Regions from separate parts of the Drosophila melanogaster genome. Here region 1 is linked to region 2. The links are chromatin contacts, called in public Hi-C maps. All regions are on one chromosome and are shown on one strand. The core of a region is the stretch at or near the end of the contact, and the rest is flanking DNA. Distances in the headings are between cores, read along the strand shown. Region 1 overlaps Fife (fife,). Region 2 holds the start of lncRNA:CR45981 (long non-coding RNA:CR45981).

Region 1 (6,762 bases), core at 3,289-5,788, 65 kb after region 2:
TCTATGCTTAATTTGTTGTCAGCGCACATAATTTGTTTGGTCTGCTAATTGGGCAAGCGACAGGCAGGCAAATGCAATAAATAAAACAATAATCGGATAAAACGGACATTTCTGACAGCCTTCGTTACTCATTAAACGAGATGCTCGGAAAGGATGTAGTGTAAATGGTAGCTAAATCGGATAATTGCTAATGCTAAATATGTATTTGGTTTCTCAAATTGCACTAAAACTATTCACTAATATATGCACATACTTTAATGAAATACTTATATAATCAATCTAAAACAAATATCCGATTTAACATGTACGTTTGGTGTGGAGTAAAACTATGGAAAAAAAAGCTTACTAAAGCACTCTCTTAAATTACATAAAATCACTTATGCAACGTTTAATTTTCTATTCCGAGTGCGTTTTTTTTTTGTGCAGCGGAACTACCTGAAGAAGTGAAACCTTTTCCCCAGGACTGGCACACATTTATATGATTATATGCTTATACACCGTGTGTGTTTTATATATATTGCACCCTTGAGAAACTGGCGAAAAGTTTATGCGGCCCGGAAAAAGTCGCGGTGCATTAGTCACAGTCAGGAGACAAGGACAAAGGCGGGCTTTTGTTGTGCGCCTGGCATTGCTCATACGCACAGTTGCACCTCGTGCTTTTTCACCTTTTGGCAAGTCACGCTTGACATTTTCAGCCGTAAAAGTGGCATGGTAAATATAAAACAATGCTAGAGAGAGAAACCGGCAAGGAAAAACCTTTTCCCTTTTTGTTACAAAAAGCGATTTCACCTGCTCAAGGGAGCACTTAGGTGGCAGGTAAGATAAAAGAACTGCGCAACTATTAAAGTATTTGCAAGTTTTTCTGCTTTTAAATTATGTGTCAGCTCTTCACTGTGGTTGGCCACAAAAATCTGGGAGCTTGCCAACTAGCTGGAGAGCAATCTCGCAGAGCTGCATCCTTTGGGGAGTCGAAGGGAACTCGAGTGCCAAAATATTTGCCCAAATTATGTGCACAAATCTGTCTCGTTCTTTTACGATCCTGCTAAATAAACGTCGTGAAATAAGATTTCATTTCGTTCTAATAAATCGAATGGCTCGGCAATAAAATCAACAAGCCACAGCTTTCGCTTAGCTGGTGGCCAACTAAATTGTGATAAAAATAACACAAAAGTCAACACAACATTCTCATGTTTCCCGCTGCTTCTTTCAGCACTAAATAAATACACCAATGCTCAAGATAATAGTAGTTTTAACATTACTTCAACACATTTCTTCAAGCTTTTAGCACTGGATATACATATATACAAAAGTGTTTGCTCTGCACTTATTATATATCAATATATAGAAGCCAATAAGAATTTATAGTCTTGGCATCGTTTGTAGTGAACTACTGCTATTACTTTGAACTCAGCTGTTTGCTTGGGTGGTGCTAAAAACAGAAGTCACCGATTTTATTGACTTTGTCGCAGCGTTTATGGACTCCATAACAATGACAGTGTGAATGGCGATGACTTGGCATGCAGCATCCACTGACCCCTTACATTATTCAATATGCGATGCAAACGAGCGTGAGCAGAAAATATATTGCGTATACGCACCGTTAGCCGCCGAATGCTCATTGCTGCGACTTACGTGCTCTCGCAGAAACACACACAAAGTTTGCTCAAAGTTTAGCAAGCAGCTTTACGGGCACTTGTATGAAAATTCATGCCATAAATTCGTATGCACTTACGGCAAGGATAACCGCACAGAAAACAACGCACACACACCTAAATCTACACATCCACAACTACAATCATGCTTACCTTTATCTGTGACGGTGAGCAGCGAGGAGGAAATCGTAGCCTTCATCTTGTTCAGGGCCCCCGTTTGGGAGGCCCCTCCTCCCGAGTCCGCTGCATGCTGCTGCCGTTCGCTGGTCTGCTCGTCGGTGGCCACCATCTGCGGAAAACAGAAGAGGAAAAGCGGAAAAGTTAGAGGTCAGCGCGCGGGGCTAAGGAAATGTGGATAAATATTGGCGTATCGCGCTGTTGGTTTGATTTTCTGCAGCCGTAAATCTTTATTTCGGTCTTGGCTTGCCATGAACGTAAAACGCGAAGCAAAATGACGGGATTATTGGCGTGTATTACAAAACCAGGTTTCCTTTCTATACGAGTTAAAACATTTGAAAAATGTTTATAAACCATATTATTTTGATTAGTAGTGGTATTTACCTAATATAGCTCGTAAAATTTATATTTTTTTGCCGAAAATGACATGCAATACCTTTTTGTGCTCGTAAATAAATTTCAAATCGATTTGCATTCAAAAATAAAAAAAAAAATTTTTGTGAATTTTTTGAAAAAAAAGATGATGGTACCCCTTACAAAAAATGAAAAAATTGGTCAAAAATTATTTTTTCAAAAACAGTTGCTCAGTGATAGGGTTTTTTAGTTGTGGTTATTAGCTGCACAAAACAGTCATTGATTTTGCTCTGTGCCATTTTTTTGCCAAGTTATGGAAAAAAATCCTACATAAATATTGTAATTATGCTAAAAATTTCTATGTCCATTTTTGGGCGAAAAATAAACAGTATTTTATCTATAGTAATAAAAGTATTGATAGAAAAATAAAACGTCCTACATCGTTGAACTCGTAATTTTCATGTCAATAAAGTGTAATTCACACTTTGAAATGTAAAATTTTTGCGAATTTTCAGAAAAATTGATGATGTAACCCCTATCTAAAAATGGAAAAATTGCATAAAAAATTTTTTTTTTTTAAATCAAAAGCTTAGTGGTAGGGCCTGTTAGTTTGGTTTATAAGCAACATAAAACACTGATAGTTTTCGCCGTCTGGCGATTTTTTTCCAAGTTATGCCAAATTAACTAATGAATATTTAAGGGTTGGCCTCATTTTTTATGAGACTTTAACAAAAAAAACTCCTTTTTGGTATCTGGCGGATGAAGTCAAAGCAATACACACCATTTTTGTCTTTTAAGCTTAGCGTGAGTGATCATTTTCATACCCTTAGCTTATCTAAACTAGACGAATATAATCATCAAATTCCCAGCCAGGGAGCAGTTTTCCCTGTGAGCAAGGTTATTACCCTGATGTTCCTCAGATTTTCTCTGATTTTTTTGCGCAGTCATCACGGGCACGCAGGTGAAAGTAACGCGGTGCGTTTTATTTGATTTTTTTCTGTGTTCCACTGGAGGCGTCTGAAGCGCAACAAATTGCCAAGAAATCGTAAAGTGTGGCAAGTAATTTTTGATTAAACAACGGGGCACCAAAGGCGGAATCCACCAGCCGGAGAGTCTTTCAAAAATTACCGTCATTCTTTTTAATGCACACAGCCTGTAAGAAGGGGGCTTCACCGGGCTTAGCCGTCTTTGTGTGTGTGTGTGTTGTGTTCCGGGCAGGAGGATAACAATTGGAGGCGACTGGCCGACCAGCCGAGCCCCGAAAACATAAGTGCTGCTCTGCTATGTCAGCATTTTATGAAGTGGAAATTTTCTATTTGCCAAAGCGCCAACGAAACCGGAACAAACAGCCGCACAGTTGAGTACACAGAAAACAAATGGTGGCACAGCTCTTAGCCAGTATCTTCGAAAAAACCTCTATACATTTAAACCTTTAAATTAAAGTTGGTTACTCAGCATGTTATGCCTGGAACTAATTACTTTACCAGTGATACCATGTAACACTGTCTGTTTAATATATAATCCAACGTCGGGATTAAGTACTACAATGGATTATAATATTTTTTCCTATGCATTAAGGACGATCCATATAGTGCAGCCATCTCGTTCGCACAGCGCAAATTACGCTAAGTGCTTTGGCTGCAGCGCTTTCGGTTACCTACCTTTGTGGGTGGGTATGGGCTTTAGAGGGTTAAGAGCGGGCTTTGCGGGATGTGCGGGAAGTGCCCAGGGGGTCAGGATCCTACTCTGGCGGGAACTAAGCGGCATCTACTGTCAGATTATGGCCGCTTTGTGCTCAGCCCGGGCTACATTTTTGATGATGTCATTTGATGTCGGCCTGGTAATATTCATGCTGCCGATTTATGGGCTCCTTTCTTCCTACATTTTGCCTGCCAACTTTGCCGGGAAGCCCATGAAATCTTAGTGTAATGTATAGTTGTTTGCTCGGCGGTCTTCCTGTCCAGATCCCACCTGCAGCCCAGAAACCCCACTTAATTTATGTGCTCAGGTGTCTGACGCCATTTTTCTTGCGCACGGGTAAACTACTCGGCATTCCTCACGGTTTCAGCTCCGCCCACAGCTCCTCGCACAATTATTGCCGTGTTAATTTTGTCATTTATTATGATTTTTTGCTCCGTCTGGCCCGGTCTGGGTCTTATGGCCCGAAGCCGCAAATAGTTTCATGTTTAGTGCCGAAAATTATGTGTTGACGTTTAAGAGCTGCTGTTCCCTTCCATCCTCGCCCTCCCTCGCATTTCCCGCCGCTTTTCCACTCGCTTTTCCCCGACACAACAATAATATGGCGCGCAATATGTGCGCCCTTTATGGCCGCAAAGTATGCTACATAAAACAGCAGTCAATGCGAAAAGAGATGAGGAGAAAGTTGGTCGCCAGCAGGGAGAAAGTTGCGCCTTGTCAGCCGTGAATGAATGCGCTTGCATTCCGCCAGGATAGACATCCTTGCAGTCGGAATGGAAATCAATAGCAAATTAAACGAAAGCTGCGAGCAAATATTTTACCACTTAAAAGTTGCGCACAAGTTTATAACGAATGTCTTGCAGAAATAGTGAGGACACGTTGCGAGTTTTCTGAATTTAATTTCAAATTGGAGATAATATTAATTGGGAATACTAATTTTGTACACGGAATGTATTAAATTTTAATTATCCAATTCAATGAATTCAAAACAGTTTTCAAAACTGCTGCTATCTGCTCACCACGACTGTTTTGAAAAGTTTGGAGCAGTAATATAAAGTTTGAGAGCTCAATGAATATTTTATTCAGGTGTAAAAAGTTTTCTAATTGCAACCGAGTTAATAAGCAAGAAAATTACTAGCGACTTTAAATTTAATTATTATTTGTTGCAGCCAACTAATGAACACCTATTACCAGTTTATCCTCTAATATATTTGATAAAATAAATGTGTAAATTCAATCGATAGAAAGGGATTATCATCACTTTATTTAATATATTATTCAAAACAACATTTAGTTTTTCCCCATGTGTAACAAGTAGTTTGTGGGGCAGGCACGTGCTTGTCATTCGGCTCAAGGCTTCGAGTTGCCTGTTGCAAGTTGCAGCTGCCTGCCGCCTGTTGCTGTTTATGGCCTGCACCCAGGCACAATAAAGTGCAGCACACTGACAGCAAGGGGCAACCGACTGGGACACGTGTGGTCAGGATGGAATGGAATGGCCGGAATGGAATGAAATGGTCGGGATGGCCTGGCCAGGATCTGTCCACAGGCGAGTCTAGGCGCCACCGCAAGCAAATGGGTAACGAGCCAAGTGCGGCAGTGGTCAGGGAACTTTACAGCGGCCGGACTATTAAGGAAATTGCTGCAAATAAACTGCAGGAGGTTGTGCAGCTGGCAGGACTCGTGCTCTGCATTCACGGTCTAGTGCCCCGTGGTGTCCTTTGATGTCCTGCGGTCCCTGCGCATTTGTCGCCAAATTTCAGAACGGAATGGCCCGACTGGTTGTTAGGCATTTGAATGGCAAATAGAAAAAACTTTGCCAAATCCTTTTTGCCAACAGACTTGCTAACGGACTGTCAACGGCTCATCATTGTTTTGAGATGGGTTCGTTTGGCTTGGAAGCTGGGCCGCTTTGATTTCGTGCTTCATTTGGTCTAATCAAACTTGGCGAAAACACAAAAATCTGCAGCATTTAGTTGGCTGGCATTTGCTTGTCAGCCGGCATTTCCCCAGCCTTTCATTTCGAACTTGGTTTTTATTAACTTTGCAAAGTATTTTCTGCCAAACCGGAATTTCTACGGAATTTACACTCTTCGAGGGCTTTTCTTTTTCTTTTTCCTTTCTTTTCTTTTCTTTGCTTTGCCCTTCCCTTTCCTTCCCTTTTATTTTTGTGTTATTTTGGGCTTCACACGCCCATGTATAATTTTATTCCTCATTTTCCCCTTGCCTGCCCGATCCCGAAAACAATTTCCGCATTAAAAAAAGGGACACCAACTCGGCGGGGCAGGTGCTTCGCAGGATAATTGAACCACTTCGATTGTTGCCAGTCCGTTTGCGTTTATTTTTTTGTGAATTTTTGATATTTTTCGAGCGCATAAACAAAAGGGAAAATCAGTCGGGCGGGCAAAGCATTTAAAGGGCTTTTTAATTAAAAAGTTTTGTTTGCCCTTCCGACAGGCGTTTGTTTTTGAAGCCTGTTCGAGAAGGTTTTAGGCGATTGCTAATGCACGAACTTTTACCTGCAGCCGTGTCCGTACGTTATGCAGTTCTTCGTAATATTGGAATTTATAAAATGGACGAATTCCTTAAAAATATTCCATTGATTGGCTATGAAGCCTGCGCAAAGAAGTTCTTAACGATATACATTTAAGTGCGCGCACTTTGTGGGCAGAAGGCAAATGAATTAAAATTCCGCTTTTATTGCATTTCATTTGCTACTCATTATCATCGGGGGAATAATAATTAAGGAATCACAACTGGCGAATGAAAATGAAATTAAGCATAAATTACGAGCTTCTGCCAGTGACAACAATGCTGGGGCTATGTGATTTATATATTCATTAAATATCGAAGTGTCACTTACCTTTTTCATGAATGACATCAC
Region 2 (6,796 bases), core at 523-3,022:
AGCCGTGGCTCATATCCCAGCTCAGCCGCCCCTCCCATCGACACTTCTACAGGTGTAAATGTCTCACAAGTGCACTCCACCCGCACACACACATGCAATTGCCGGCTGTCTAAGGGAGTCCTCTATCGTCCTTCCATCGCTGGAGCCCGCCCTCATCATCCTGGCTGCTCGTTGTGGCATGCTTAAGCTGCTTCCAGTTTGGCCAGGCAAACACCTTCATGGTTAAAAGTGGCCACCTGGAGGAGCTGCACCAGCATTACTACCTGTGCGCCCTTCAATATATAATTCTCACATTTCCAGCCAACTGCCATCTCTGCACACACATTTGCCCAACGAGTGTGTGTATTTTTGTTGAAATAAATTTTATTTAAACTTTCGCTGCCGCTGGTTATGCACTTTTTTTCTTATTCTCTGTGCACCATTTTGGTATTATTTTTTTTTGCCCCAGCAACGTGTGAAATTCAATTATACAGCAGATTTATATGTCGAGCATGGAGCTGGGTGCATGAGCAGCTCTTCGTTTTTATTTGAGAAGGCAATACTCAGCCCACACGCCGACCATGCAACATATATGCGTTATAAAAATGCAATGAAATCAGTTCGCCATTCAAGTGGAAACGGTTTAATATGCGTATAAAAGGCGAATATTAACTAAAGCCCTCTTGATGCAGTATTCTATTTCGGCTTTCGTGGGGCATAAATATATTTGGCTGGGCTGGATGAAAATTGATAAATATTCCGGGCAAATGAAATAACAAATAACAAAGCGTTTCTAAATCTATGAAAATTGTTCAAGTGTATTTACCCACGAGAAATTAGAAATTAGAAAGGATAGCTATTAATTTCTTAAAGAAATTTAAATTTAATTTTCCAATTTTCAGATGACTAACTACATAATTTCCAAGTATTTAATGTTCACTTTACGATTTGGCCTGCAACTCACACGCCCGAGTATAGCTTGAAATTTGCTTGCATATTACGCATACGCCATGGTAACCCATACTCTACCCACAGCCCACAAGTCGTTCGCGCTTACATTAACATTATTATGCATCTGTCTGGGGCAAGTTCCGTACCCGGACCGGCAATCTTGTATCTGCTATCTGCTGGTTACGTGGTGTGCCACTTGGCTCGGACTCGGACTTGGACTCCATGGACCCCGAACCACTTGGTTTGCCGCCTGGTTGAGCAGTGAACGAGGTCCTTTTTCTTTGACGCCCGGAAATACCCTTTTGAAAGGTCCTGCGTTTCAAGCCAATTGATATAGGTTCAAAATGAAACTGATAAGCTCTTTGCTTAATTAATTTCTAATAAACGAAATATTCGATTTAAATGTTTGCTTTTTAAATCGTTAGTTGATTCATTGAAAGAGCATCTCCCATTTCGCTAAGCTACATTCAAGTCTTGCTGACTTGTTTTTTCTTGGCTTGGCCATCACGCCTGCTGTTGACTGTAGTTCGTGCCACATGGCGGTGGCATCTCACCTGGCAAGGAGCTCAGTTGAGGACGAGGTTTTCCGCATCCAGCAGTCGCCGTCTACCGTTTTTATTTGCGCTCTTATTCCTTCGCTTCCTTGGGCTTCGCTCCGTTGCCATAGCATACTTATGGGCTGCAGCTACGCTTCTGCTGCAATTCTTCTGCTGCTGATGCTGCTTGTTTCTTATGCTTGACCGCCGCCAGTTGCCAGGACTGCACTGTAATCTATACCTGACTGTAATCTATTCCTTTATCGAAGGAGGGATTATTATTATGCGAATTTGTGAGACAACATTAAATAGCTCGCCTGCCTCTTTAAAGCTAGATACAATAAAGTATATTTACTTTCATGATTCAGTAGCTGTGCAACATTTGCATTCATTGATGGAAAACTTTCAGTGGGCGCCAGAACATCTTAATATTGCCTTGGAAAGCCGCAACTTGTTCCTCATTTTTGGCGCAGTGCACGCCTGTTTTCCGTGTTCAGTGTCCTGTTCTGTGTCCGTTGCACATGCCGATTGCTCCACTTTGACATGTTGCTAGATGCCACAGACCCGCCCCCCGCCCCTCTGGCCACCCATTTCTCGGTGGCAGAATAACTTTGCTTATAAATTGTGGCATGTGTTTGTGCAGCGATGATGTTGCTGCTGCTACTGCTGTATTTTCCACACAGCTCTTGCTATCTTGCTACTTTGCATTCTTTGCTCCGCACTAACGAGCATGCGAAATGACAAAGCTGGTGGGCGTGGCAGTGGCATGGGGCAGTGGCATGGGGCAGTGGCAAGATCCGAAGGAGCAGGAGAACTGCTAGCAAATGAACCAAGTGGCACTTTGTAGCATTAAAGCGGGATGAGAGCGAGAGGTGGGAGAAATGGTAGCGTCCAACTTTAAATGCAAATTGAGGGGGAGTTTCGGGAAATCAATAGAAGATTTTTCTATGTCAAAGTGAAGCGAAGCCTGGCTGACTGGCAGACAGATTCCTTGGCGGAATCCGTAATCTCGACCCTCGAGTCTTTAGCACCGGAATCTCGAATCTCGTATCTCGATTCACGAATCGAGAGACGCCAGTCGATTTTGCAGCTCCATTTCCACTTCTGCCTGTGACAGTGAATTAAAAATGCATACGCTTTGATTGGCAAAAACTTTGCCTTCGGGGATTTCCCTTTGACGTTTGCCATGTAAAAAGTGAATATTTCGTCAGCGTTCAGCTTTAATCAATGGAAAATGCATCGCCCATTCAAGTGAGTCCGCTGGTCTACCGCTTCATTTGCATAATTACAAATCATATTACTGTTTGGGTGGCGGAATGGTAAGAATTTTACACACGCAATTTAATTTTATTTCCATGTATTGCTTTTTTTTTTGCGCTCTGCAAAAATATGGCAACAATTGAAAAGTCAAACCAGACTGAACGGCAAGGGCAAAAAACCGTAACAACAATATATATTATATTTCACAAAAAAGGGGCGACGCTTTTTTTTTTTTGGGGCGTGGCAGTCTGCGAATGAGACAGCGACGATTGGATGCTCTTTGATTGATTGGTAATTGGATTCGGAATGCACTTAGAGGATTTATCACTAGACAAACGCAGACAGCTTTGATTGATGGCACTGCGATGTTCGGAAGAATGATGAGTTTTTCAATTGCAAGTACCACTTAGTGAAATTAAATCCAACGGAAATGCGTAATTAAATGAATTTAAGTGAATTGTTTAATATCTAACAAAAGATTAGTTTTAATTAATCCTGTTTATTTCATTCTTTAGAAATTATGTAAATTTGTTATAATCACTTTATCAGTGTACCACTTTTTTTAGCAGTCTGAATTTTGTATTGTGCACACATCTAATGTGTTGTTATTACCAAGAATATTGTTTGTTTACGACACATTTTAATTAAAAGCTGCAGAGAGCCGTAAAGCCATAAATAACATGAATAATTTTAACTAATTCGCATTAAGGTTTTCACAAAAACATCTTTACCTATTATTAATTATTATTTAGCCAGAGGAAATAGGCAGCATTTCGTAAATTTGATTTATCGAAATATGGTCTTAATGAAACATATACTTTCAAATTATACAGTACTCAATAAGCTGGTCATAACTCATGCAGAAACTGCATAAAATGTATAGAAATAATGTGCAAAATACACAGAATTTCTGAGAAACGGCAAAAGCACTATGGTTATTAATAATAAATCTCATTAGCAAGTTATTTGCAAAACTATAAGCTTCATAACTCGACACAAACGAAGTGAAGTACTCACAAATCGGTCAGAAACTTGAACCGACAACTTGCCGGCTGTTATAATTATCCGCATCCAGCCTGCATATCCTGAATATCCTGTATACATTCCCAGATAGATAGATCTAGATACAGTGTCCTTCAACTCCCACCTTCGCCCAACCGAGGTAGAGGTATTCATCCACACCTGAGTCCGAAGATCCGACTCCATGTGGCCCACCGGAAAACAAGTTCTCTGTGCTGGCTGGAATCTGTTATCCATTGGTAACAATTTCAATATTCCCACCGACAAATAAACAGCAAATGTAAATGCAAAAGTCCTGTGCAAAAAGGAAATTTATGCATATTTAATAACAACATGGCAGCAGCAACTGGATATGGAACAGGAACAAGGATATGGAGACCAGCTTCGAAATACAAGGCATTTCTCACGCATAAATGCGCTCGACGAGATGAGAAATTCAGGAAAGTATAACGGCAAAATCGGGGCTTTTCCGGTTTTTCCCTATATATGTATATATATATATGTATATATGGGAAGCCTAAAGAGGGTGAATGAAATAGCAGCAGGAGCAACAGGGGAGTTGGAACATTTTTGCTAGCAAAATAGTTTTCGCAAATAGTTGATTCGCAAAAAAAGTCGAGCCAAATATTGTCCATATGTATATGTATTTGTATTCATACTCTCTTATGTTTGTGCTCATATGTGTGTCTGTATTTGTGGCATGTTGTCCGAGAGTGGGCGTGGTGGGGGTGGGCGTGGCAGAGCCAGCGAACTGGACGCTAATCAAACTTTTTAATATGCCATGCATGCAACGTGCGGCGACTTTTGTTTTGACACACCGCCGCAAAGTGGGCGGCAGTGGGCATCGAGCAAGGGGGGGGGGGGCGTGGCAAGTCGGTGCGGCATTATGAGATATATTTCATATGTGCATAATGGCCAAGTTATTAGATGATAGCATGTGTGGCGTAGCTGCTGCCGGCGAGCAGATTCAGTTCATATGTCTTGGCTACATGTGCGATTTATGTGCTCGTCTTTTCAACTGAGGATACACTGAGCGAAAAGGGGGCAAAGAAATCAAAGATCAAAAATTGTATATTAATATATTATTACAATTAATTCCTATTAAGTTTCTCTATATATATTTTTATTAAATTTAGTAAAATCTATCTAATAATTCTTTTTCCCTTTATTTTTTTTAAGACTCTCTATTTTTTTTAGTGAATAATGACTATTCTCCGCTTTAAATTGCATAATTGTTTTGAATCTAATCTCGTTTGACCTTTTGCCACACAAATTGCTTCCTCACCAATTTTGCCCCATTGAAAAGCAATTTTTTCTCGGTCCTTAAAAGTAAGTACTGGCTTAGGAGTCCGGAATGGATGGGGGCCAACTGGTGGTCCACTGGGCTAGCTTCTCGTTCCCGGGTATAATGACAAAGCAACTGCCTCCACGGCGGAGCAAGTCGAGATGTGTGCTTTATGGGAGGTCAGCTAAAAATGCATCATCATGAAATGAAATCAAGTGCATTTATTTAGCTCTGTTGAGGGGGGGAAGGGGAAAAAAAGCTGCCATGTGAGTGGGCGGTTGGAGGCGGGCGGGTGCAGCGTGGGGGCGTGGCAAGATGAATGATGCCGTATGTTACACAGTTTCGACTTCCATTTAGTTGCCAGTTTAAATACACACGGGACGGGCCAAAAAATGTTTGGGCCTTTGTTCGAGGCAAGTCAAGGATATAAAAGGCATGTTTCGTGTGGATGTGGAGCTGCAGCAGCATTTTTTATGGCCCCATCTCGGCGAGAACTTTCAATGGCTGCGAAGGCAGCGACTTTATGCCTGATGGATGGACAGTTTGAAAGAAGTGAAATGTGGCTTAGGCCTTGAGCAGACTGAAGCTGCTGCAGCATCAAATTGAAGGAGGAATGGCAGCTGAAGTGTGCAAAATAGAAGAGAATTCACTGAAAAGGCTTTTGTAAGTTTGGTTGGAAAATCTTTGAATGGAAAGCTCTTAAAACTGATCTTGAAGATCGTTAAGCATACTGACCGAACTATAGATATAGATACTTGGATACAAAAGGCAAATCCTTTATCATATTATTTTCATATTTTTTAAAAATATATATCACATTTTCTGTCCATTCTTTGTCCAATTTAACTCGAAATTGATTTCCATTTTACCTAAGCTCGATTATTTTGGCATTTACCATTTCGACGTTGTTTCTTTCATATTTGCCCGACATTTATCTTCACTGACCTCCCGACAGAAATTGTAAACAATATTCTCGCCATTAAGGAAATTAAATCAAGAATATTTTCATGATGTCTGAATCGAAATGCCGGCATGTGTGAGCTATAAAATGCTAGTGTCTCTGGCTGGGAAAATGTGTGCTCATATTTTTCGTCGACTGCCGAGAAACATTACGAGAATTATGGAAAGAAAGCTGGAATCTGAGTCGACAGCCTCAGACAAAAGCGAAATGCACAAACATGCACTTGTTTTGGGTGGAGAACAAGAGCAACTTTTAGACACATGCAGTAATAAATGAAACAAATTAATTAAAAGTGTGCAACGGGTCGGCTGCGTAATAAATGAAAAGCGAATCGCAATGGCAACGGAAAAGTTGCTCTCTTTTTCAGACTTTCAGTGTTTTTCAGATTTTGTTCTATTTTTTTTTTCTTTTTTCTATTGTTGTGTGCGAATGCTGTTGCTCTGGAGGCATGATAAATTATGCAGCCATCACCTTATTTAAAATGAAGATTAATTTAAGTACTGCCAAATGCTGTTGGCTACCCAAACCATTTTTCCACAGCTTTTGCCCATTTTGAGAAATTGTTGTGCGGCGAGCCAAACAAATGGCAAAGAATGTATGTGATCCTCCTGGTGAGATTGCAAATGAATGTGGATTCGATGGAGAAGTGGATTGCACAATAGCATATTTAAATACAAAGGCATTGTTGCTGGCACATAGTTTTGTTGGTTAACTCAATTATGAATTCGGCTGCGGTCAGAGAAGTTTCTAGTTGCATATAACATTTTCGATTTTTTTTGTTTTATTCTAGCCAACCTTTCATGC

The links. Hi-C and Micro-C count contacts between places; a contact is called where the count stands out from the background.
Region 1: a Hi-C map of the Kc167 cell line shows a contact between it and region 2, with 1.5 times the contacts expected there. The contact joins the enhancer-like site here to the promoter of lncRNA:CR45981 in region 2. A contact is called at or near these places in 25 of 107 Hi-C or Micro-C datasets (the Kc167 cell line, the OSC cell line, the Ras3 cell line and 5 more) and 1 of 6 datasets of contacts at active chromatin or transcription factors (the Kc167 cell line).

Annotation. Positions count from the first base shown.
Region 1 is chr3L:2,682,748-2,689,509 of dm6, forward strand. It overlaps Fife (fife,), which reads right to left. Exons shown (of 17, transcript NM_001274411.1): 3 at 6,742-6,762; 4 at 1,806-1,941. Among named protein-coding and RNA genes, the nearest start is that of CG33234, 25 kb to the left of the region's middle. Within about 2 kb of position 4,539, at least 6 of the 39 cell types and tissues checked have an H3K27ac peak or open chromatin away from gene starts, as enhancers often do. A contact at or near this core is called in the Kc167 cell line, where this site is marked.
Region 2 is chr3L:2,620,857-2,627,652 of dm6, forward strand. lncRNA:CR45981 (long non-coding RNA:CR45981) reads right to left here and starts at 1,773. Exons shown (of 1, transcript NR_133162.1): 1 at 865-1,773. All of the region lies in intron 2 of Pxn (Peroxidasin), which reads right to left.